Regions from separate parts of the Anser cygnoides genome. Here region 2 is linked to region 1. The links are chromatin contacts, called in public Hi-C maps. All regions are on one chromosome and are shown on one strand. The core of a region is the stretch at or near the end of the contact, and the rest is flanking DNA. Distances in the headings are between cores, read along the strand shown.

Evidence for each region. A called contact is a pair of places that touch in the nucleus more often than the background predicts.
Region 2: a Hi-C map of liver shows a contact between it and region 1, with 3 times the contacts expected there. The contact joins the enhancer-like site here to the promoter of LOC106038195 in region 1. A contact is called at or near these places in 2 of 7 Hi-C or Micro-C datasets (both in liver).

The regions. Positions count from the first base shown.
Region 1 is chr3:117,858,223-117,864,152 of Taihu_goose_T2T_genome, forward strand. It overlaps LOC106038195 (zinc finger protein 11-like), which reads right to left and starts at 1,974. Exons shown (of 3, transcript XM_048065735.2): 1 at 1,775-1,974; 2 at 728-1,354. The coding sequence starts at 1,931.
Region 2 is chr3:117,937,073-117,943,204 of Taihu_goose_T2T_genome, forward strand. LOC106038206 (cytochrome P450 2K1-like) reads right to left here. Exons shown (of 9, transcript XM_013184558.3): 3 at 5,943-6,092; 4 at 5,538-5,698; 5 at 2,946-3,119; 6 at 2,289-2,430; 7 at 1,232-1,416; 8 at 883-1,024. Among named protein-coding and RNA genes, the nearest start is that of GLYATL3, 15 kb to the left of the region's middle. Within about 2 kb of position 1,754, at least 2 of the 3 cell types and tissues checked have open chromatin away from gene starts, as enhancers often do. A contact at or near this core is called in liver, where this site is marked.

The DNA of each region.
Region 1 (5,930 bases), core at 724-3,223:
CCCCAATACCCTAATGTATATCACCTTGCTATACATGCCCTTCACTTAGGAAAACATTTTCCTATCCCTACTTCCCTCCTAATGTCTCTGCCCATTTGCCCCCACCCTTCCTCCAATATTTAAATCATGTTTTAAGAGAAGAAATCCTTGTTGGATTCTTATTGGAAAGAAATCCTTTTCACTTCATCTTTTCACTCTTTGTTTCCTCAGGAGCTCTGAATTTCACAAGACAAGTGTAATCTATGCAAATTTTATGCAGAGCTTTATGCCAGAATTGCTGTAAAGCACCGCCACCGAACTGCACTAGGGCTCAGTTCTTCAGATGGCAACTTGCACAGTGCATGCATGATGTCCCTTTTGCTATCCTGTCTGCCAGGAGTGCAAGTAGTCTTGTTACTCCTTTATGCCTTTCTAGTACCTGAGAGGAAAATAAAATGTACCCTGAGTTTATATTTTCAGATCTTTTTCCCCTAGTCACAGGCAGCCCTTTCACAAAGTGCAGCAGAGTGAAACAGTACCAATTTCTTGGTGTTCCACTATTTTTCACATCAGTCCATGAAAGAACTACGCATACTTCAGTCTCTTTCTGCTGCATGTAATAAAAATCTATATTAGAAAGATTAATCTAAAATAAATGATTTTGGATTATTCCTGTTTTCCCACCTATTTCAGGCTTGATATTTACTGGATGTCTTCAACCACTGCACTAATCTTATTAACCAGTTACCTTCCACTTTAACAGTTGCCTCCATCTCTGTGGGGATTTCCAGCTGTTTCTCCTGGCTTCCAGCAGAAAGAACATTTGCAACATCAGCATGTTCTTCTTCATCTTTGCACACTACTGCTAAAATCATCTGTTCACCCGTGTTGATGGTCACATCTCTACCCTCACTGTCAGCTGCTGCTAAGAGAGGAATCTTCTGACAAGTGTCGTTATCAACACATTCCTTCCTGTCACTGGTTTCATTTATCTCATCAAGGTCTGCTTTCAAAGGTGATGTTGGCAATCCATTTTGATTGCACTTATCTTTGCTTGCATCACACTGATCACTTAGGGATAACATCAATTCATTACACAAACTCTCATCAACCCGTTTTTCTTCAGAGTATTTCACACAATCATCCTTATCTGCAGCAATCTCTTTTCCTTCCGAAACGCTTAAACCACTACTGGCATCTGAAGGCGCTGTGTTGCTTTCTAGGAGAATGTTGGTACTGAAGCCTGCCTCCTGATTATCCTCCTTCTTCAGCTCAGGAACAGTCACTGTTTGCTCCTCGGTCTCATTACAGAGACAGTCATCATCACTCAGCACAAGGATCGTAATTGGGAGCATGATTTCAAAGACATCCGACTCTGAGGAGAAAAACACACTGCATTGAGACTACTTATGAAAAAAAATTAAATGATTTTCATGGAGCAGATCTCCACGCTGCAGCCCGTGGAGGAGCCCCCGGTGAAGCAGGTGGATGTGGCCTGGAGGAGGTTGCGGCCCATGGAGAGCCTCCGCAGGAGCAGGCCCCGGGCCGGAGCTGCAGCCCGTGGAGAGGAGCCCACGCAGGAGCAGGGTCTCTGGGGGGAGCTGCCGCCCGTGGGGGCCCCGTGCTGGAGCAGTTTGCGCCTGACAGACCCTCAGCGGCGCGCTGCGCATGCGCGCTCCCGTACCGCCGCCATATTGCGTCCCCCCTCTCCCGTCCCCTCAGCCCAGCGCGGCCCGCCCCGCGCCGCCAGCCGTTCCGCGCCAGCCGTTCCGCACCCCCCCTACACCGCACGTACCGCTCTCCGCCGCCGGACTCAGCCCCGCCGGGCCCAGCCCCGCCGGGCCCAGCCCCGCCAGCTCCCCCGCCATCTCCGGACCCAACCCGGGCCCAGCCCGCTCCGCGCTACCAGCGAGCAAACCCTGCTCGGCCTCCACAACGGCCCGACTGCGCATGCGCACAGCCCAGAGTGGTGCCGCTCGGCGCGCAGTTTCTGAGAGGGGAGGGGGAGGAGGTCGGGGGCGGCATCGTCTGATTGGAGGGAGCCGCGTGGGGGCGTGGCCTCAAGGGCGAGGCGTGGGGTCGGTTGGGGGCGTGGCCCGGATTTGGGGGCGTGGCCTGCGTGTGGCGGGCTGCCCGCCTCCCTGAGGGGGCTGCGGCCCGTCACTAAAATGGCTCCCTGAGGGGTTGGGTGCTGGGCGGTGCCCGCCCGCCGGCAGTTCAAACGTTTTGTAACGTCAGCCCCCATCCGTTCTGTGAGAAAAGGCAGCAAAGGAAATAAATTGAGCTAAAAAGCGGTTCAGTAGTGAAATTGGTCGGTTTTGCCCTAAAAAGGCTGATAACGTATCAACTGATCTAATGAACGTTTGCCCTAAAAAGATTGATAACGTTATCTATTGGTCTCATGAGCTCTCAGGTGCTGCTGGCAGCAAACTCTCTGTTCCTTGTAAATGCTACAGGTACATACTTGTGCAGACTGATTTTCCTGTACATATTGGCATGCTGGTAGCCTTTATTTTAGAAGCCCTCACTTTTAAAACAAGATGGCTCTTCCTGAACACAGGGCTGCAGCCTCCTGTTAACAAACGGTGAGATGAAACTCCAGGTAACAACAAATGGCTGGAATACCTGCCTTTCTCCAGCCATTGCAGGCAATATTCCAACCTATAGGTTCAGTCTGTGCGGTGCAGGTGGCATGGCTATATTTTCAAATAGAAGCAACAAAGCCTCTAGGCAGAAACTTTATCAAAAACAAACAAACGAGAAAACTCCTACTTGATTTAGGCAAAGTTGAGAGGAATATTGCCTTCTGTGTTTCAACTCTCAAGGAATTAGGGAATCTCTTACATAATTAGAAAGTTTGTGAGAAGCAGCTGCCAGGATGGGCTGGATGTCTGTCCTGGACTTTTGCTTGTCACAGCAATCCATAGAACAATCTTGTTTTCTTCCTACGGGGAAAAACAATCAAAAAATAGTACCAGAGTCCTCCTGCCAGAACTGGCTGAATCGCCACAAGAGGGCTCTGCAGCCACGAGTTCAGTCTAAGGCTCTGCAACGAAAAAAAATAAAAATACATGGGAGATCGCAAATAATCCTGTCCCAGTTTAGCCAGTCCAGAACACCTCCTGTGGAAAGGGAGGCAGATAAGATCTGAATTTCAAATAGAAAATAAGGAGGAAAAATACATCACATCAGTTGTGATTATCAAAGCCAAAAGGTAATATCCCACACATTTGTTGTTCTCATTAGCAGGTGTCTCAAAATGCACAAAACCCAGCTATGAAAAAGAGACTAACCTGCAAGAAATCTACTGTGAATAAGATTACTTTTTGGGCTATGAGTCATGTCTGAATCCTCAGTGATGTGTATGTACACTGATATCTCACAGTGATTTGTGCGTCTCAGACATTTGCTGAATCGTTTTTCCTGAGCTTATTCCAGACTTGCATTTTAAAAGCACAGTGGTTAACAGCTGAAAGGGATATTCGTCACAACACAGACAGCTGATGCTTCTTGTAACCTGGGTCTGCATCTGAGGTAAAGAAGAAAATGAAAAAACAACTTAATTGGGAATATTCTGGTTTACATATTCACCCTGAAGGGAGATTGATACCTATTTCCATTCTTAATTTTTTAAGCAAAGAGGAGGTAGGATACATGCGGCCCTCTGCTTTTGTATTTGTTTGCGTAACACCTTGCTTTGCGGAGCACAGTCTGATTACAGCAGACTGTGACTGCTGCTGCTGTCTAAGCACTATTATTGCCCTATTGTTGCATATGCCACCTCCTATCTCCTGCTCCTGTTTCCATTTCTAGGAGTGGCTGTGTGTTGTTAGCACTCACAAAGGTACCTGCCCAACCTGCCATTTGTGAATGCTGGCAGGTGGCAACTACGAGTCTCTTCCTAGGCATTAAAAGGTACTGTTTTAAACCTCAAGACAAATATGGTCAGCTGTAGGCACTTTCAGATCGTCATCAGGCCATGGACATCAACTGCTCCTGGAGTAATTTCAGAAATTTTGGGGGTTGACACGTAACAAAAATAAATAAATAAAATCAAGCTTGAAATATCTTTGTTGAGCAAAAAGCCTGAAACCCTAGGGATAAAAGATAAAGTCACTTTCAGAGTAAGAAAAGTCAGACAATTGTTCCTAGCAAAGTAATGTAAGGGCAGTTATGGTCTGGCAATTAGAGCAGGAAAAGGGGAAGCTACGTAGAAATACATCTGGGGGAAAAAAAAAAAAAAGACTGGATGATTTGGGAAAGAAATCATTCGTCTAGCAGCTAATGTAAAGAGGGAAAAATTCTCCCTAGAAGGGTTGGTCAGCACACTATTGGCTGTTTTAGGACTGTGAGGTAGGACTAACAGCTTTCAGGGATCCAGGATGTTGTAATAACAAACTGAGACTTAGTAACTAAATAGATTCATTTATTGTAAAACCTGCTGAGTTGTTTTTCTCTTTTTCAAACTTTTTTTTTTTTTTTCTTCTCCTCCAAACAGCCTCACTAAACTCTGTTCCAGAGGGAAGAGAAGAAAACACGTAGTGAGGAGCTAGTCATTGGCAAAGAAATGAGTAACACTTAGGGACAGAGCCTTCTAACACCAAATGCCCACAGAGAAATGCAGCAGGGAATCGAAGTCACATTAAGCCCCAGTGCACTCTTCACAGAATCACGGAATGGATGAGGTTGGAAGGGACCTCTGGAGATCAACTGGTCCAACCCCCTGCTCAAGCAGGGCCCCCTAGAACATGTGGATGTGCCTGATGATCAAAGGGGAAATGGGAAAAGGAGCTGTGCTGGGAGGAGCTCAGTGCCAGCACACTGGACAATATAGCTGTCAAACTAAGTCTCCCCTGAGCACATGTAAACTGATTTTTCCAGGGGCTCAGCTATGTCATGTTTTGGAGAACATCATGAAAACAGCCAAAGAAACAACATTGTCCCCAAGGTCACAATGTGGCTACATTTCATGTTTCTGCTTCAAAGCACAGACATGCTAAAGCTTTTCAGCAGTAGTGTAGGGCTGATTGGATTATTATTATTATCATCTTTAATACACAAAATAAGGTACTTCTCAATATTGATCTTAGAAATAACCAAATAGTGTTGAGGCTTTCTGAAAAAAAAAAAATATAAATATGAAGTAAATGTGGTAAAGGAAATTTCAACTTGAAAGTTAAAGGTTAGCAAGATTTTACTGTGGAAATTGTGAGGAAATCTTACTATAGGATATTGGTACCTCTGCCTATGGTAATAATTTGAAAACCAAATACTAAAACACTGACAGTTTAACAGAGAGTAATGAGCCATCACTTGTCAAAAATAATATCGTAGGAAAAGGTCAGCTGTTTTGAAAACAAATTCCTGTGGATTGACAAGGTTAATCATAAAAATAAGTGTACTACTGCTTAATTGTCAGTTGCCGGGTACTCCACAACTGAAGGAAAGTATGTTTGTTTAAGGGAAAGAATTCAGTGATTTACCATCTGTTTGAAGTTTTCTGCGGTGGAGCATGAGAGACGAAAAGACACGTTTTACAGACAAGATGCAGCCCGCTTTGTGGGTGGAGTTCAGGTCATCATTAAGGCACGCTGAGGCCCAGTCCAGCTGTCTGCACATTGGTGCCTTGAGCTGTTTGAGAAGCCCTCCTCCCGGTGCCGGTCTTTAGTGTCATACTGGCCAGCCTTGTGACAATGTCTCCCCCATCCTAGGACATTTGAAATACTTGGGCATTTAAAATGGTGCTAGAAGCTCTTGTATGAACTGGCTCAAGTCTTTAAAAGGAGATTGAGCTACAGAGCTCAATCACATGTGCTGCACCACACGTCTACAGGTATACCTGATGTCTAAGCTCCTATTTATAGGCAGCAAACCCCGTGGAATAATTCAGCCAATCAGTCACTACAGACGTGGTTCAGTTACCTAAACGTGGTATTTAGTACTATTTGAGG
Region 2 (6,132 bases), core at 504-3,003, 79 kb after region 1:
CTTTCCAGGGAATGCCCAGAGCTGATGCTCCCTGGATGTGATTTCAGCTGGGAGATTTAGACTTAAATCTGAAAAATAAGGCTTGTGAATTGGCAATATCATAAATTATTTTATGAACAAATGGATTTTACTATATGTTGTATGTTGAGTATGATGAGAAAAAAACATATTCAAATGTCACACACAACTAAAAATACACAAATAAGGTCCATAAAAAGTGCAGAGTATTGTGTGTATATTGGCCAGGGACTGATGTATAGGAAATTAACTGAACAATGAAAGAACCTGAAGAACAGGAGAGATGCCTTGGAAGGTGCAGTCATTGTGAGGATAGGAATCTCTCATGCTTTGGAAAATGATACAGGTGTGTAAGCTTAGGTGAACATCACTCTCTGTGGGAAACTCAAAGGCAACCCCTTTACATTCATTGATATTAAAGAGAACTTGGGTATTTATATAATGCAACCCCTCTCTTTTGGTACAGGATATGAAGATTTGTTTGGCTGACACTGCTGAGGACTTTTTGAATGGGACTTTTAAAAAGGGCCAGAAAAAAGATGCCCAGGTCATAGAGCAGAAATGTCGTACCTAAACTATCATGGAATTTTCTGAAAGCCTCCCTCACATTTAAAAAGAAGACACTACAAATTCTATTTTATAATCATTGAATACAGAGAAACTGATGACAACCAGAGGCTGAAGGAATTAGTAGACATTTGTGATTACTCTCTATTATGAGAAATGCATCCTGAGAAATGAGTTGTGAAATGGTCCCATGAGAAAGGCAGTGTGGGGAGGCCAGGCTTCAATAACGAAGAACCACTAGTATGAATTGCCTAAGACTGGTACTTGCAACAGTAGTAAATGGAAAACAGAAGGTACCTGCTGAAAATGGCATGAAAGTGTCTTTCTTCACAAACTTTCCCTTGGAGTCAAGAAAGTGTTCAGGATAGAACATCTCTGGTTTCTCCCATTGGGATTTATCTTGCAGGACAGAGATCAGCAAGGGGATGATGTAGGTTCCCTGCAAAACAGGACAGTGGAGTTATTCTGTGCAAAAATAGTTTGTTGGCAGTAATGACAGTAAGATTTTAATGTGAAGAAATCAGCCTGGACAAAGAGATTATTCTGGCTTCCATTGCGTAACTTCACAAAAGTGTTCATATATATCACATTAACCATGTCTGAGATTGGAGAAATGCTAAAAGAAACAGTCCTGTAAGCATCTCACCTTGGGAATGAAATAGTCTTTGAGAATGACATCTGTAGTAGTCTCATGAGGCAAATCCAATGGCAGGATACTAGCAAATCGCTGAACTTCATGGATAACAGCATCTGTATATGGCATTTGAGTACGATGCTCGATTCGTGGAGGGTTTGACCCTATCACTTGCTCTATCTCTTCTTGAACCTTTCCTGACGAGGGAATACAATATAAGAAACAGACAAGGACTCTTTCATCCCTGAGACATACTGGGCTTCACTGATGGAAAACTATAAAATACCTCAACTGAGAACCATAAATTCTGTCAGTCTTTTTTTTTTTTTTTTTTTCTTTCAGAAATAACAGGAGGTGGACAGATTTACAGTGTCTGATTATTTCTTTGCCACTAAGAAACCTGGATTTGGTTAATTTAAATGGATAATTTAAGATTTAAGAGTGCTCCCAATCCAGAGAAGGTTAAAAAAAAAAAAAAAAGAGCAAGAGAGAGAAGAAGAAAACCATATTTCCTTGACTTGCTACATTTTAACCATATTTTAGTGAATGTTTTCCAGGATTCTCTTTGATTTCCCTGTGAGTAGGAAAATATTTTTTTTTTTTTGGCCTCTCTTCTGCCTGAAATTTCTTGTTCTGTGTCAAAAGCCCTGCTAGACTCCTAACAACCCTGAAACGTAAGCTGGACTGCAGATGTTAAACGAAAAACAATTCCCTGAATGTCCTCAAGCATTTAAAGACCAGGTACCATCCATTTAATGTCTGCATAGGCATTTGGTTTGCCAACAGCGTGTTTCTGAAAGAAATCTGGAACAATTTCATTGCCCAACACAGGACATGGCTGTTTTTCCAACTAATGAGAAACTGGCCAATATAAAATCTGACTATAATCTACTGCTAGGCTGACCGATGTGCCCCTCACTGGATCTCAACCACAGGGCATAGTGATACTTGGATAATAATTAACTGAAAGTATTGGCTTTTTTAAACTCGATGCGTTGACAGATATGTTGACCCTCAAGGGTCCTGTTCAGTTCCCGAGCGTAAGAGCGTCTGTCATAAAACCACTTACTCTGAATTTCAGGGTACTTGAGCATCAGCAGAAGGCTCCAGTTTAGTGTGGAGGAAATTGTCTCAAGGCCAGCAGTGAACAAATTGCTCACCAAGCTTAGCAAGTTGTCATTATGGAAATACCCATTGGAAGTGGATTTCTCCTGGAAAGGAGTGGTTGAGGTAAAAAGATGAAAACTTATAGCTTTCCATAGGAAAATGCAATATAGATAGCTAAATATTTACTAAAAGTGAATTTTAAGAAAAAGTGTGAAAGAAAAAGAGCTTTGGGCTTGTACCCAGAGAAGAGTGTTGAAAGAAGTTTTATGTTTTGTATGATCTCTGCCCTTACTGGGGCCAGCTGCAAAGAGAGCTGTTTTCTGTATGAAAAAGGTAACTAAGATCTATAACAGCCGCAAATAAGGGTCCCACTAGAGCCCAGGTTGTTGTGTAATGCATTATGTTTTTAAAAGAGTCAGAAGAGCTAGGACAATAGACAGAGCAGATGGAAAAATGCAGCTTTGGTAAACTGTAAAAGTAAATAAAAAGAAAGAAATTAAATAAATTTAAAAGGATTTATGTTAGGAAATATAGCTATAATTATTAGGACTCAAAGGTAATAGTAAGTGTCTTCATATAACCATAAAAGTTTGAAGAAATGAAAAGAAGATTCAGTTACCTCCTGCTGTTTAACAAGGAAAGCATCAATAAAACTTCTTAGATCATTTTTGTCCAGAGTTTTCAGATGTTCTATAAAAGTAACTTTCACATAAGCATGGAATTCATCTTTATTTTTGAGAAGAGTCTTGTTAGCCCTTAGGAGGAATCCAAGGTATGGGAAGATGTTGTACATCTACAGGAGGGAAAGGCATTAGATAAAATTTACCAGCCAAAGGCCTGTAAACATTTTACAGGAACAAATAAATGATATCATGCCCATTTTGCAGATACAAAACCGAAGACTTTATATTTTCTTCTTTAGAACATGGCTGAATGAATTCATGGTTGAAAATCCACCAAGGAAACCTCTCAGCCCCAAGTTACTGGAAGCTGAGAGACTATTTTGCAGGAGAAGCATAGGTGTGACTTAAACATCTGCAGCTGGCCAGCAGGAGACAGTGGTGGGACAGACCTTTGGACTGATTGTGTAGCTCCTTGTATGTTCTTGACAACCTTTCCCTCCTTGCAGACCACCTCTACCATCACTTGAAAGCAGCAAGTAACCGCAAAAATTCAAAGACTACCAGTTATTTCACATGCGTTTTCTTAGTCTGTGTCACCACACAGGCATATATGGATCATATTTCAAAATATGAGGAAGAAATTGGAATAAAAAGCTGTGCTTTGCCACTGTTACAACAGTATAAATGGCGGTATGTTAAATCCTTGTCATCTGATGAATGGAAGCAGAACTGCACAGATGTATACAGTGGGATCTGTGCAGCTGGTGAAATGTCTAAAAATCGTGAAACTTCAGGTTTGTACAAAAAAGAACCTATACCACATGCTAACTGAAATATTGTCCAGCAAGTTTTTATTATTATTTATTTATTTATTTATTTATTTATATTATTTTGGCCAGCTCTTCTGTTAACATTTTTTCCTGTTTCAAAGCCCAAAGGGAGAGAAGTGAACCTGGTGTGTGGCAGCATTGCATGCAGTTAGCTGAGCATATTTATTACCCATTGAGACATTTCTGTGTAGCAGAAGCATGCAAAAATATATTCTGTATTCTTCTTGTACAGGTAGACCATGAACTCTGTAGCTTCTCCCCGTCCTATGCTCTGAGAGGGTGTCCTGTGTTGCCCTGTCACTATACGTGTGAAACATTTTGGGAGAATGCTGGGCTTGCTGGTCATGCACTACAAGATGTGTGTGTAGAGATAGATCTCTGCTTTCTCAGATAAGAGTATTTGGGAGAAGATCGTGTCCGCAAAAGTTATTCATGGTCCATGGCCCTGACTGTCCTTTTCTGCCATGATCTTTGGAATTGGACCAAGGGAGGAGTAACAGCTCTAAAGAGATTTTTTTTCTTCTTCCTTTTTTTTTTTTTCCTGTTGAATAATTAACTTTGAGCTCGCAGAAATGAGTTGTTGTTGTTGTTGTTGTTTTAGTTGTTGAAGGAGTTAAAAGGGTTACAGAATCATACACAATCACACAATGGTTAAGGGCCCCTCTGGTCCCCCCTGACCTTATCAGGCCCCCCCAGCAGGGTGCCCAGCCCCACGTCCCTGGGCTCGGGGAGCTCTCCAAGGAGCAGCCCCCGGCCCCTCTCGGGGCAGCCTGTGCCAGGGCTCCGGCACCCGCCCGGCCCAGCGGTGCTGCCTGAGGGGCAGGGGGAGCCGCCGGGGCTCCGGGCTGGGCCCGGGGCCTCTGGGCCCGGCCCTGGGCACCGCCGAGCAGAGCCCGGCTCCGGCCTCTCCGCACCTCCCTGCGGGTATCCACAGACATTGATAAGGTCCTCTCCCCAAGCCTTCTCTTCTCTAGGCTAAAAAGTCGCAACTGTCTTCTGTCTAGAAAAATCGTCACGGTCTATATACTGGAAGTTTAGACACCTTCCCTGATGGTGTATCATGACTGCTGCATTTACCAAGCTGGGAGACAACCCAGTGCTCCCCTTTCCCTGACAGGCAGCAGCTTACAGGATTTCATTGCTTTTCTTAAAGACCAATTCAGCAGGCATTTCGGTCAGCATTGCTGCCAGAAAAACAAACAAATTAACAAAAAAAAACGACAAGCCTTGTTGCCTTCCCTTCTCAGGTGTTCCTTTCCTCATACCAAACTTGACTGTACCAACACAAGCATCCGAATTTCTGAACAATACATTGTGCTGGGAAAGTTATCTCACAGAAAATTAAACTCACTAATATCTCTTGTCCTCTATCTTTTTATTTTATATTATTTTATTTTACTTTATTTATTTATTTTTTTTCTCACACCCATTTTATGTTAGTACTCTGCAAACAATTCAGTCACAAGGGAGAAAATGTCTCAGAGCAAGGGAGATGGGAGAATAGTCTGATTTTTTCAGTCCAGATTTAACACTCATCAAACTATAGTTTAAGTAGGTCTTTGAGAGATTGGGGTTTGGTTGTGGGTTTTAAGATTGCCACATTTTATCTTAAGCTTTGTTTTGCCCCAGGAAGTGCTTGTAAACCTATTATCTCTCGGTATCTCAGATTTTTCTGTTTAATACAAACAATAGACTACCCATGTTACTATGTTCCCATGGCATCCAGTAGAACAGCAACATAAAATTGTTTAACATTACCGTAACCAAAGGTTTCCCAGCAAGCCTCACGCTTTCATTGGTCAACTGTAGAAGTCTTATAAATCTGGAATCTTTGTAGTCGAATCGTTTTCCCAGTAATATTGACACAATTATGTTAGCAACTGCTGAATTAATTATTTTACTAGCATCAAAGGGCTTTCCTACACAATGAACAAAGAAAGACATTACATTGTGGCAAGAGACTATGTAAATTTAATACTAATTATTGCTATTTATTTATTTTTGTTATTAGTGATTATTATTCATTATTAGAGAACCATGCCAAACCAACAGAAAATTGGCTCAGCCTGAGCTGTACAACAGATGAAGAACTAGAGGTTAACGCCAAGCCTCTGGGTACTTGAACAAAACTTTAGAGATCTGAAGAATGCCTGATCTACCCACCTTCTTGTGACCCAATGGTGTCTAACAGGTACCCATACTCCTCCACAATGCGGTCCTCAATGGCCCTTTTTCCCATTCCAAAGTCTCGTAAGGTTGTGAGAGTAAATCTTCGCATCACTTTCCAGTTTTCACCATGAGCAAAAACAAGCCCTGACACAAAGAGATTTCAATGCAGTAGCAGATTTGAAAT